Regions from separate parts of the Mus musculus genome. Here region 2 is linked to region 1. The links are chromatin contacts, called in public HiChIP or PLAC-seq maps. All regions are on one chromosome and are shown on one strand. Each heading gives the region's core, a stretch centred on a gene start, on an enhancer-like site or on the middle of the called end of the contact. The rest is flanking DNA. Distances are from core to core; before and after follow the strand shown.

Region 1 (5,670 bases), core at 991-3,490:
TCACACCAACCTGAACCACTAAATTGGAAGCTCAATATATTTTTTTTAAAAATTACCAAGGCTGGAGAGTTGGCTCAGCAGTTAAGAGCATTGACTGCTCTTCCGGAGATCCTGAGTTCAATTCCCAGCAACCACATGGTGGCTCACAACCATCTGTAATGGGATCTGATGCCCTCTTCTGGTGTCTGAAGACAGCGACAGTGTACTTATATAAATAAAATATATTTTTTTAAATTACCCACAGTAGTATGCTATTACTGTTAGAACTATGCAAATTTGAACTGTAAGTAAACAAGGATTTAAACAAGTATACAAGTAGTAATATTTCACTACTCTTTTAGCATATTCTTTTATTTATATATGCAATGAAATAAAATTTTATTTGCAAAGACAATGGGTTTTTTTGAGAATTTCTTCAACTAAAAACAATTTTTGACTATATATTAATATTATCCTTTGGCCATGAGATAAATTTCACACCTATCCCAAGAAGACAGGTCAAGGCTGTAATTTCACTTTCAGTTGAACAGAAAGGAGTCAATTTTGTGGTTTGTGAAGTCAGCAAAAACTAGCTACAAAATTAAAGGTATAACATTACCGTAGTTTTATGGCAAAGCACACATTTTAAAAGCTTTTATTTTATCCTGGAAATATGGAATATAAACAGTCTTGTATCTAAGTTTCAATCAAAGGCAATCTTCTCCCTCCCCTAAATTTAGGACCTACTGAAATGTCAACCAGCATCTACATTTTCACTGAGGTTTTGCTGGTATTCAAAAATAAGATATAGCTAAATGCATTTAGCAAGCGGAAAAAATTCCTGAAGAACAACTTTCCTACAGTTGTATTCTCTCTCATATATGTTGCATATAAGAACTTTGGCTTTTAATTTAACACTCCCTATCTGCCCACTCAAAATGTTTCTAGTCCACACCATTGTGCTGGTTAATAGAGGTAGCACACATTTGGCCTTAAATTGAGTCACACATGCACACTTAATAACATTTTCATTAGTGAGTAATTTAAATTTAGAAATTTAACAGGATGTTTAAACTCACTTTCAATTGCCAATTTTGGTCAGTAATTTTACACGAAATACATGAATATACCATACCGAAATATCCTGTGAAATCACATGTAAAAAACACAGCTGTGGAACACACAAGAGAGGTACAAAGTTATGTTTCAACTGCATACTTTTCGTTTATTTACTTTGATAACTGTCATTTCCACTGCTGTTCCAATCACTTATGCAAAGAATAACTACATCAAAACTACGCTATGCCCCATTCACAATCCCTATACCAGAAACGATATTCCCACTTTTTAAAAACAACTCTTTCTCAAGCCCAATAAAGCAAAAGCTGGAAGCAATTATCAAGAAGCAAAACACAAACAAAATTTTCGTTGACACAGGAGGACAGAGAACCGAACTCACGGGGAGGCGGAGTGGCAAGGCACTTAAAAGTGGCCGCTGATTGTAACACGTCCCAACACCCTCAAACCCAAACAAAGGAAAACTTTATAAACAGGTCGTGGTTTGCAATCAAACCAAGTACAACCCGCCGCTCACCCGCTCGCTCCACGAGTTCCACTCCTCGCTCCAGACAGTTGCTGCGGGCGTCCGGCGACACAGACCTCCAGCCGCTAGGACGAGAAGGGGCCGCTGCCCTACCCTCTGGTCCTCATTCGGGAGTGACCCCACGTCCTTTGGGGTGGAGGGTGCAGCGGCGGCACCACATAGGCTGGACCACTATCCGGACTCCCGCAGAATCGGGAAGTACTGGACAGGGCGGAGACCGAGGCACTGGGCAAGCAGGTAGTGAGCCCAGGAGACGAGACACTCACGCCCGCCAGCCAGACCGCGGGAGGGGAGAAGTTTCTCCTCAACTTCCAGACTCCGGGACCAGTAGGCGGACAGCGGCAGGGGCGGCGGCGCCTCGAGAAGCCCGGGAGCAGGAGGGTGGATGCCGAGGCCTAGAGCTGCCCGGTCCGGGTCAGCTGCCTACGTCGCGAGGCCACGCCGCGAGCTTACCTGAGTCCGGCCGCACTCGCACGGGTCGCCGCGGGGAGAAGGCGGCCGGCCGAGGTGGACGCCCGCGGGTCCCTCTCCCTTCTCCACCTCCAGGTCGCGGGGCGCCAGGAGGCAGCGACGGCGGCGCAGCCGGCCCGGGACGCTTTACTTGAGGAGGAGGGAACTCCCGGACGCCCGCACCCCGCGGCCTCCCTCTCTCCTCCTCTCGCCGCCGGCCCCGCCCCTCCGCTCCGGATCGCGCGCGGGGCGGGGGTTGCGGCTACCTGCGCGCGCCCGCTCACCGGAACTCGCGCTCTGCTGTCTGCTGGGAGCGCCTTCCGGCGCGGGAGCTCTGCGCGGGGTCCGCGGGCCGCTGGGAGGCCCGGCCGTGTCGTGCCTGCCGGCCCAACATGGCGCCAGGGGTCAGGCGTGCTCCCGAGGGGGCGTGAGGAGAAAGCAGCAGCGGCATGTGGTTCCCTGCCTTGCCCGCACGCCGACTACCGCAACGGGCGAAGCGGGGCTCCGCCTGGCTCACCGAAACACTGAGGGGTGTGGGGCTTTGTTTTCGGAGGGTGATCGGGGTTGGGGTTCTTTGGAGAAAGGTTGACTGTTCATTTCTCAGCTTTGTGCCTCCGCACCCTTTGTCACTGATAGTAAAATCACAGTCGAACCGCGTGAGCCATCAGGGCAGTGCTGACACCTTGGTTCTCGTCTGGCCGCAGAAGCTTCCTGTTGACTGTAGGTCGAACCAGCCTTGCCGCGCGAGTAGAACCGAACCTGAGTTGTGTTGGCAATTCTCCCAGGAATGGTGGCTCTCACTTAGAGTGGGACAGCATTGTATTTGATCCTCGTAATAGGGAACCCGGACAGGCACTGTGACTCTTCTTGACAGCTATGAAAGCTGACGTTTGGGCCCCTTGAAGTGAAGAAGTCAAGATGAAAGGTTTTTTGTTTGTTTTCCCTCCGAAGGCCTTGCATCGTTTTTTCTGCTTGCCTTGTAGAAAAAGGAAGGGTTTAGGAGGAACTGAGGTACAAGATTGAGAGGGTCAAAAGACAATCTAGAAGTACTCCTGCTAAAGGCACGTCTGCCTTATCACACTCTTAATTTCCCTTTTGTATTTCCTCTTTGGTGGGGTTATTCGAAGTATTAATGTGGGACTGTTGGTTTCCTTTGTGGTTTTCAGAGAAATTCAGCATCATCTTTGACATATCAACTCCGTCAGTAGTCTGGTACTTTAGCAACTTAAATGCACACAGCTTTAAAAAGTTTCTTCAGAGAAAGGAATGGGAATCCACATGAACAACTATGTGTGATGTAGCGCGGTGCTTTATTTTGCCATTGACTGGTGCATTAAGGGGTTTTTTTGTTTTGTTTTGTTTTTTTTTTTTTTTTGTTTTTTTGTTTTTTTGTTTTTCTCTGTATAGCTCTGGCTGTCCTGGAACCCACTTTGTAGACCAGGCTGGCCTCGAACTCAGAAATCCCCCTGCCTCTGCCTACCAAGTGCTAGGATTAAAGGCGTGCGCCACCACCGCCCAGCAAGTTTTTTCTTGAAACTAGAACGTTAGTTACTTGAGCTGTTGCCTTTCTAAACCTACAGATAAAATAGAAATATATTTGTGACCCTAAACTCTCCCAATTTAAAAGACAACAAACAAAAACCCTCTCAATGTTAGTCTAACCTGTTTTGAATTTGTTTTATATTTTATTTTGTTTTACTTTGCTTGCTTTTTTGAGACAGAGTCTTGTGTAGCCCAGGATAGCTTTGAACTTGCTGTGTAGCTGAGGATGATTTTTGAGCCCCTCCTTCTCCTGTCTCTACCTCCCAGTTTCTGGGGTTACAAGTAGGTACCATCACACACAATTTCTGTACTTTAAGGTAGGGAGAGAGTATCAAAAATACACCTACAACTTAAAGGTTACATTTAATGGCTATTTTAGAAATATTCTTAAAGATGGTGACAGGATCTGGGAAATTTTGCTGGGAAATTTTGTTGTTATAGAAACTAGTCATAGCTAAAACCCTGTTTCTGAAATGGTCAGGTGAGTGTCGGCTCATGCATCCCTCTTCACAATGTTACAGTGTGTTAAGACCTATCTTGAAACTTCTGGGAAAATCAGCCCTAGGAAGGAAGGGGAAGGCCAGTGGAAAATTTGAACTATATTAGGTATTTCTAAAACTAAGGTGTTCTTACTTATCAAAGTTGGCTGGAAGTTTGAATTATTAGAAGTTGAACTGATGATGACCAATGGAACCTATGATTCTGCCTGGAAATGTTCTTGCTTAGAATAAAGTGCTTTCGGGGAGAGATTTGCCCACTTCACTAAGGTCCTGGTAATGAGTTTTTCTTCCTGCAACAGTGGGAAGCCATGCACTGTATGATCTCCACCATCCCTACTACGAGACAGACTTTTCTTTTCTTTTTTTTTTTTCCTTTTAAAGATTTATTTATTTTTATGTGAGTACAGTGTAGCTGTTTTCAGACACACCAGAAGGGGCGTCAGATCTCATCACAGATGGTTGTGAGCCACCATGTGGTTGCTGGGAATTGAACTCAGGACCTCTGGGAGAGCAGCCAGTGCTCTTAACCGCTAAGCCATCTCTCCAGACCTAGAAAGAGTTTTCAAAGATAACTTTTACGCGCTAGGAGCAGGATGTCCTTGTGTACACATGGCATGTATCTGTGCTGTCCTGGCTTTGCCTTTTCCAGCTGGCCATGCCTACTCCAAGCCCCACCCAGAAAGAGCACAAGAACCATCCTAAGCTAAGATTTGTAGGTTCAGGCATTTCTTCTTTAGTGTGAGGCTCATTATAACAAACTCTCTGAAGCAGTACAGTTCATTACTTACTCAAACTTTGTGTTTTCATAACCTTGTAGTGGGCATGGTGGATTTGTTTTCCCTTCCTCTCAACTGACCTTCCTCCAATAAATTTCTTTTCAGCTTAAATTAAGTAGAAAGTCTGTTCTTTGCAAGTAAGAAACTCAATTTAGACCCCAGCTCTTGGGAGGTGGAGGTAAAGAATCAGGAGTCCTAAGCCATTTACTGAGTTTCAAGCTAACTTAGGCTCAACCTGTCTCAACCAAAAGTCCCAGAAAACAAAACTAAAGCAAAACAAAACACAATTTAGCGTCTACTGCTTTGTATTGCTGACTGACTATCACCTCAGCTCTGAGGGCAGGATTTCCTGCTTTCTGTTCAGACTAGGGGTGGGACACTTACAGGGGAACCGATTTTCACAGACAGGGAAGGAGTAGCAGCACAGCCAGAGTGGAGGCAGGAACTTAAAGGAGCCCTAACATAGTAATGTGATTCTTGCCAGGCACAAGGCTGACACATCCTAAGTGAGGCAGTCAAGGCTCCCAGATCATGGCATCACTTTCCCCCTGAGCACTAACTCAAACCTCAGACTTCTACTCAGCACAATTTTGACAGCAGCTCCTTTCCTTCCATGTGCCATGTTTGTGGTTTCTATAGTTTTTCTTGAGTGTTCTGGCCTGTGTTTTCTGGTATCTGCAGCTGATGTGTAATAACATTGGCATTGCTTCTGGCCTTGAGTTTAACCTCCACTAAGTTGCTTCCAGTTTGCTACTTCTAAGGACTTTTACACATGGGTTAGGAGAAGTAGAACCTAACTTTGCTTAGAGGCAAGAAGTTG
Region 2 (5,836 bases), core at 1,410-3,909, 150 kb before region 1:
TTTGTTGCCATTGCTATGTGATGGGCCTCCTTCCAGGATAGGTTCTGTAGTACTGTGGGTTTTGACCAATTTCCTCCAATAGAATCCAGTGTTAAGGATTTCTCTCTGTTTCCTCCCTCCTCCTGTTCCTTCTTTCCTATCCCTTCTTCCTTGTCTCCTTCCCTCTTCCCTTCTTCTCCTTTCTCTCCTCCATTTCTCTACGACACTAAGGATTGAACCCAGGGTGTCATGCAGGCTGCGTGCTTGCTTTCCCACTGAGCTTTAGTCTAGTCCTTTTTAATTTTACTTTGAGTCAGAATCTCACTAAGTTGCTTAGGTTGGCCTCAAACTTGTCATTTTTCTACCTCATTCTCTACATGATATTAAAAGGTGTGTGCCATGATTTTTACATGATGGCTGTAAAAGGATCTTGCAGGGTCCCAAGCCTAGACTGGCAAGACACTGATGTGGAATGGCCTATGCAATGGGAGTTCTCAGACACCTGTAGGTAAAGAATTGTGGGAGTTCTAGGTAACCATCCCTTACGTGAGTAACATGGCTATGGAACTCCTGGGTTTTCAAGTAAGATGCCAGCATTTCATTTCATAGAAAGTAGTGTGCACTGGGTTGATGCTAGAATATTTTGTGGTGGCAGCAGGGTGAGGAGAGACTTGAATTGGCAGCACCCCTCATCTCCAGTACCTACCTAAACTCATTGCAAATAAAAGAAATTTTCCCAATTGTGACCATTCATTCTGGTGGAACTTTGAAAATGACAAATTTAGGGAGCTGGGGAGGTGTGTAATAGTGTTCACTGCACAAGGATGAAAAGCCATCCATGGCAGCATGTCCCTGTCACCTCAGTGTTTGGTGGCAGACATAGGTTTGTTCCAAGAACTCAAGGGTGATTTGAACTGTGGGTGCCCGGTTCAAGAAGTTTTAGGGAAAAAAACAATTTTAGAATGTTGTCTAAAGATTGTGGTGAAGAATGTGGTTGCTTTTTGCCCTTGTCCAAGGAGTCTGCCTGAGGCTAAGGTGAAGAGATTTAGATTAACTGCATTGACAAATGAGGTCTTAAAACAGCCTAGCATAGATTCTGTCCTGTGGGTTTCACTCTTAGGAATTGCATTTTGTTGTTGTTGTTGTTGTTGTTGTTGACATGGAGCAAGCGTAGAAAGGAAAAATACAGAAGGTATTGTTCAAGTATTAAATTAGGTGAACCAGGAAATGGAATGGAGCTAAATCCTGTGTTCAAGGATATTAAATGGGATTAACAGAGTGATGACCTGGGGTGAGATTCTACCAAGCTAAGCTTCCATCTAGAGAAAAGAAATTAAAGAAAAGTCTAGGAGTGATGGTTCCTGCCTTTCATCCCAGCACTCAGGAGACAGAGGCATGCAGGTCTCTGAGTTCCAGGTGAGCCTACAGAGCAAGTTCTAGAACAGCCAACCTTAGAGTGAATAAATCACCGAAAACAAGCTGGTGAAGATACAGTTGAACATGAGGGACATATTCCAGCCACAGCAAGCAATGGGACTTGGTAACTTTAGCCACGTGGTTCAGGCTTTAGAGTCAAGATAGAAGAAAGGGGTTATGGAATCTCCCGCCCTGACTAAGGAAAGTGGCCAAATGTGGCAAGGGTGTCCCTGCATGGAGGCCCAGAGAGGCCATTGTGTGAAACTGTGAAGGTGAAGCTTGGATTGCCTTGAAAACCCCAAGAGGTTCAAGAGATGCCAGAGCTGTGGGAGATCTGCCAAAGAAAGCTCCAAACAGGAAGTTAATCAGCCCAAGAGGAAGAAGTCTGTTGCAATTAAAGCTGAAAGGAGTGGAGATCTGAAGAGCGCTTTGATATCATACATGGAGATGCAGAGTTTGGAGTTGGCCCAGCTGATTTTCTCTCTTGCTTTGGTCCAGTATTTCCTCACCACGCTCCCTTCCTTATGCACATGATACGTTGGAAGGATAGATCTGCTTTTATTTTATAGGGGGTTACAGTTAAGAGATTACATGAATCTCAGTCAAGACTTTGGACTTTCAAACATTGTTGAGATTGTGGTAAGACTTTGGGGACTTTGGAAGTTGGACTAAATGTATTTTGCCTTATGTTATGGCTGAAAGCCTATGGGGGCCAAGGAATGGAATGTGGTGGTTTGAAAGGCATGGCTCCCATAGACTGGCATTTGAAGATTACAGTGATCTGGACTCTTCTGTTACAGAAGATAAGTCAGGACCAGCTGACCAGAACCACAGAATCTTTTTTTTTTTTTTTGAGACAGGGTTTCTCTGTCTAGCTCTGGCTGTCCTAGAACTCACTCTGTAAACTAGGCTGGCCTCGGACTCAGAAATCCGCCTGCCTCTGCCTCCCAAGTGCTGGGATTAAAGGCGTGCACCACCACTGCCTGGCAGAACCACAGAATCTTAAATCAAAATATTAAATGGTCTTGAGAGAGCCTTTGCTTCATTCTAGTGTTATGGAGTTTGAGGCCACTGGGGAAAGACTACTGACTCAATGTAGATTATAACTAGCCAAATAACTGTTAGCAGGACCGCAGTCTCTAAAGCCAAGTCAGAGATGCTGCACAGAAGCAAGTGGAGGGAAGGCTTTTTAAGGCTAACACCACAATTACTTCACTGCTGCAGAATTTACAGCTCTGTGAGGATCTGCCTCATTCCCCGTGCTCACAGTGATAAGTCAGTCTACAGAAGCCAGAACACGTGATCAATCACTTCACAGTAGCTACACAGTTCTGAGAGGAGGTAAGGGCTTTTCAGGACTTTAGGTCAGAGGCCAAAGGTACTAAAGTAGATAGCAGGTACAAAATGAGTTTCCTTATCCCTCACACTAAAATTTGTGCATAGCTCTCAGCATTCTAATGGTCCAAGTTCTCACAACAGCTTGCTAAGATTTGAACATTCAGTGGCTTTTCTAACCCAGAGTTACGGCTTCCCTCCAACAGTCCTCCCCAAAACACATGGTCAGGATTGCCACATTAGTATCCCAATGTCGCGCCCACCTTCCCTGTGGCAGGGAAGACACAACACGGTCGGATTCTTCTCAACAGCCTTTATTGCAGGAATGCCTCGATGCTGCTACGGGGACCCCGGGCATCCAGGGAGGTCTGCTTATATACACCCCGGCACAGGAGAAGGCTCCGTGGCCCCCTGGGATTGGTCAGTCTGCTGGCACCCGCTCGGGCACACCGGAAACCACTCGGGCTTCTCACTCTTATATACTCTCAGCCCCCATCCACTCACGGCAGGCCACGCCACCTCACCAGGCACGCAGCTTCAGCCAATCAGGGCGGCAGGGGCATGTCTCCACCAAATATGGACTTGTTTACACCGCCAGCATCATGGTGCACCTGTGCAGTTCTCACAATGGTCTTGGCTTATTTTCAGGTGTTTGAGGAAGTCAGGTGCAAGTCATAAGACTTAGCTGCAGTCCCGGGCGCCATCTTGGGACTGCTGCCACACCCGCTCCTCACATCCCACAAACTGTACTCAGTTCTATTTTAGGATTTCTGTTGTTGTGATGAAACAACTTAACCAAAAGCAAATTGAGGAGGAAAAGCTTTATTTTACTTATACTTCCCCATCTCTGTTCAAACAAAAAGCAAGAACTCAAATAGGGTAGGAGCCTGGAGGTAGGAGCCCATGCAGAGGCCAACTATGCCTGGCTCAAACTTTAGTCTTTTTTTTTTTTTTCATCACTAATTTATTTATTCACTCAAACTTTATTTTTGACAAAGAGTAGACACACAGAGACAGGAAGTGCATTGGGTTTTTATCTGACTCAGGTGGTGACTGTCTTTTTCCCCACTGACTGGAGTCCACCCTCACTATCTTATTCAGTTGGCTAGTCTAAAAAGAATTGGCTCAGGAAGTGAAGGAGAAAGGTCCACTGCCCAGGCTATTACGTTGCTAGAATAGAGCAGTGGGCCTTTAAGTAAACAACAATTTACTAGATGGAGGAGGATTTAGACATTTGCATAAAACTCTCCTACAAGTGGGGCGATAAAGTAATTTTAATTCTTTGTCCTAAGCTCAGGTTTTACAGTATTTGATAGAAAAGACTCTTGTTTAACATTCCTTAGGCTATCTAGCCATGAGAAAGGCTTACCATCTGACTTGCTTTGTGCTTTTCTCTTTCCTCTCATTTCCTTGGTACTAATTTTAGTTTTTGTTTGGACGGGAGTGGTGTAAAGCTTATTTCTAGTCAGAAGTATATCTCAGAGATGTGGCAGGCGGAGATGAGCTGTTAGTTTCATGTTGATGTAGAGAGAAAGGTGTATTAAAGATGTCACACCATTTATTCTTGTACATGAAATTTTTGAGAGAAATTATTCTTGTTTAAATAAAGAAGAAAAGAAGGAAGAAGAGGAAGAGGAGGAGGGAGAAGAGGAGGAAGAGGAGGAGGAGGAGGAGGAGGAGGAAGAGGAGGAGATTGTTTCTTGTAACCCAGACTGGTTTTGAACTTGCTGTTTAGCTGAGTCTGGCTTTGAACTCCTGATCCTCCTGACTCTACCCTCCAAGTGCTGGGATTACAGGAGTGCAGCACCATGCTTGGTTTATACAGTACTGGGGCTTAAACTCAGGACTACTACATACATGCCAGACAAACACTCTACCAACTGAGCTATATTCTCAGTCCTAAGAGCAACTTGAATTTTATACAGATGTAAAAATTAATTGATTAAAAAGGAAACACAAAATCTTACTAAGGGTTTATTTATTTATTTATTTATTTACTTACTTACTTTTGAGACAGGATCTCACTATATTGCTCAGTATGGCCTCAAAACTGGCAACCTTCCTGCCTTTGCCTGAGTTCTAGGATTATACCATGGTGTTAATTGGCAGTCAAATACAGTTTTTGAAGCATACAGCTCCATGGTCTTGATGAATGTATATTCCCATGTAACCACTGTCACAGGCACATCTGTGTCCCTGCAGTCAGTGTCCTCCACACTTCCAGACAATCACTGCATGCACTAGAGCTACTGTTTTACAGTTTCATAGAAATGGAACCATGTAGTATTATGTGTTAGAGAGTTATATTGGGGCATGGTGACATGCACCCTTAGTCGCATCACTAGGGAAGCTGAGGTAGGAAGCTCTCAGAGAGTACTGGTCTACACTGGGAACTCCAGGCTAGCCATGGCTATATTGTTGAAACCCTGTCTAAATGGGGAGACAAAGAGGAGGTGAGGGAGAAAGAGCAGAGAAGAGAAGGGGAGGGAGGATAAGAGGAGAGGGGAGGAGAGGGAGAGACTTTGTGTTAACATCACATACGTTGGTAGTTCTTTTTTTTTTTCCTGCCAGGTAGGACAGATATTCCCTCGCTTGGGGTGGAGCTGTTTCCTGACAAACCTATCATCGATTGAAATGTATTAAATAAAAATTGTATTTAACATATCAAGCCTACTGAGCATCATGGCTCAGCAGCTCAGTAGATTATAGGATATTGGCTATGCCTTTGTGTTTTCATGGTTGACTGGGTCAAGTAGTTCTGTGCCACTCTAGGTAGTATTGTAATGCATGTCATTAGCCCAGGAAAAGATCACACTGCCAAGTCTGACTTGTACTGAATGCATGGGGAAGTTAGACCAGAGTGGGGAAGAGTGTATGGGTACCACAGGGTGTTCTTGGTGGCAAAGTGTATGTGGGTCCTACAGGGAGTTTTTGGTGGGAGATTTATTTGCCTATTTTGTGTACAGTGTTCTGTATGCACACCAGAAGAGGCCATCGGATCTCAATCTAGATGGTTGTGAGCCACCATGCGATTGCTGGGACTTGAACTCAGGACCTCTGGAAGAGCAGTCAGTGCTCTTAACCTCTGAGCCATATCTCTCCAGCC

Evidence for each region. HiChIP or PLAC-seq counts read pairs in DNA pulled down with a chosen protein or histone mark.
Region 2: an H3K27ac HiChIP or PLAC-seq map of embryonic stem cells shows a contact between it and region 1, with 8 read pairs. The contact joins the enhancer-like site here to the promoter of Yes1 in region 1. A contact is called at or near these places in 4 of 39 promoter capture datasets (embryonic stem cells, liver, stem cell-derived epiblast-like cells and 1 more), 1 of 484 Hi-C or Micro-C datasets (embryonic stem cells), 5 of 115 datasets of contacts at active chromatin or transcription factors (all in embryonic stem cells) and 1 of 9 other capture datasets (adipose tissue).

Annotation. Positions count from the first base shown.
Region 1 is chr5:32,607,741-32,613,410 of GRCm38.p6, reverse strand. Yes1 (YES proto-oncogene 1, Src family tyrosine kinase) reads right to left here and starts at 2,240. Exons shown (of 12, transcript NM_001205132.1): 1 at 2,036-2,240. Gm10461 (collagen alpha-1(II) chain) reads left to right here. Exons shown (of 2, transcript XM_030254958.1): 2 at 1,359-4,961. The coding sequence ends at 2,187.
Region 2 is chr5:32,757,819-32,763,654 of GRCm38.p6, reverse strand. The region is part of intron 3 of Pisd (phosphatidylserine decarboxylase); the gene reads left to right. Among named protein-coding and RNA genes, the nearest start is that of Pisd, 25 kb to the left of the region's middle. Within about 2 kb of position 2,659, at least 35 of the 459 cell types and tissues checked have an H3K27ac peak or open chromatin away from gene starts, as enhancers often do. A contact at or near this core is called in adipose tissue and embryonic stem cells, where this site is marked.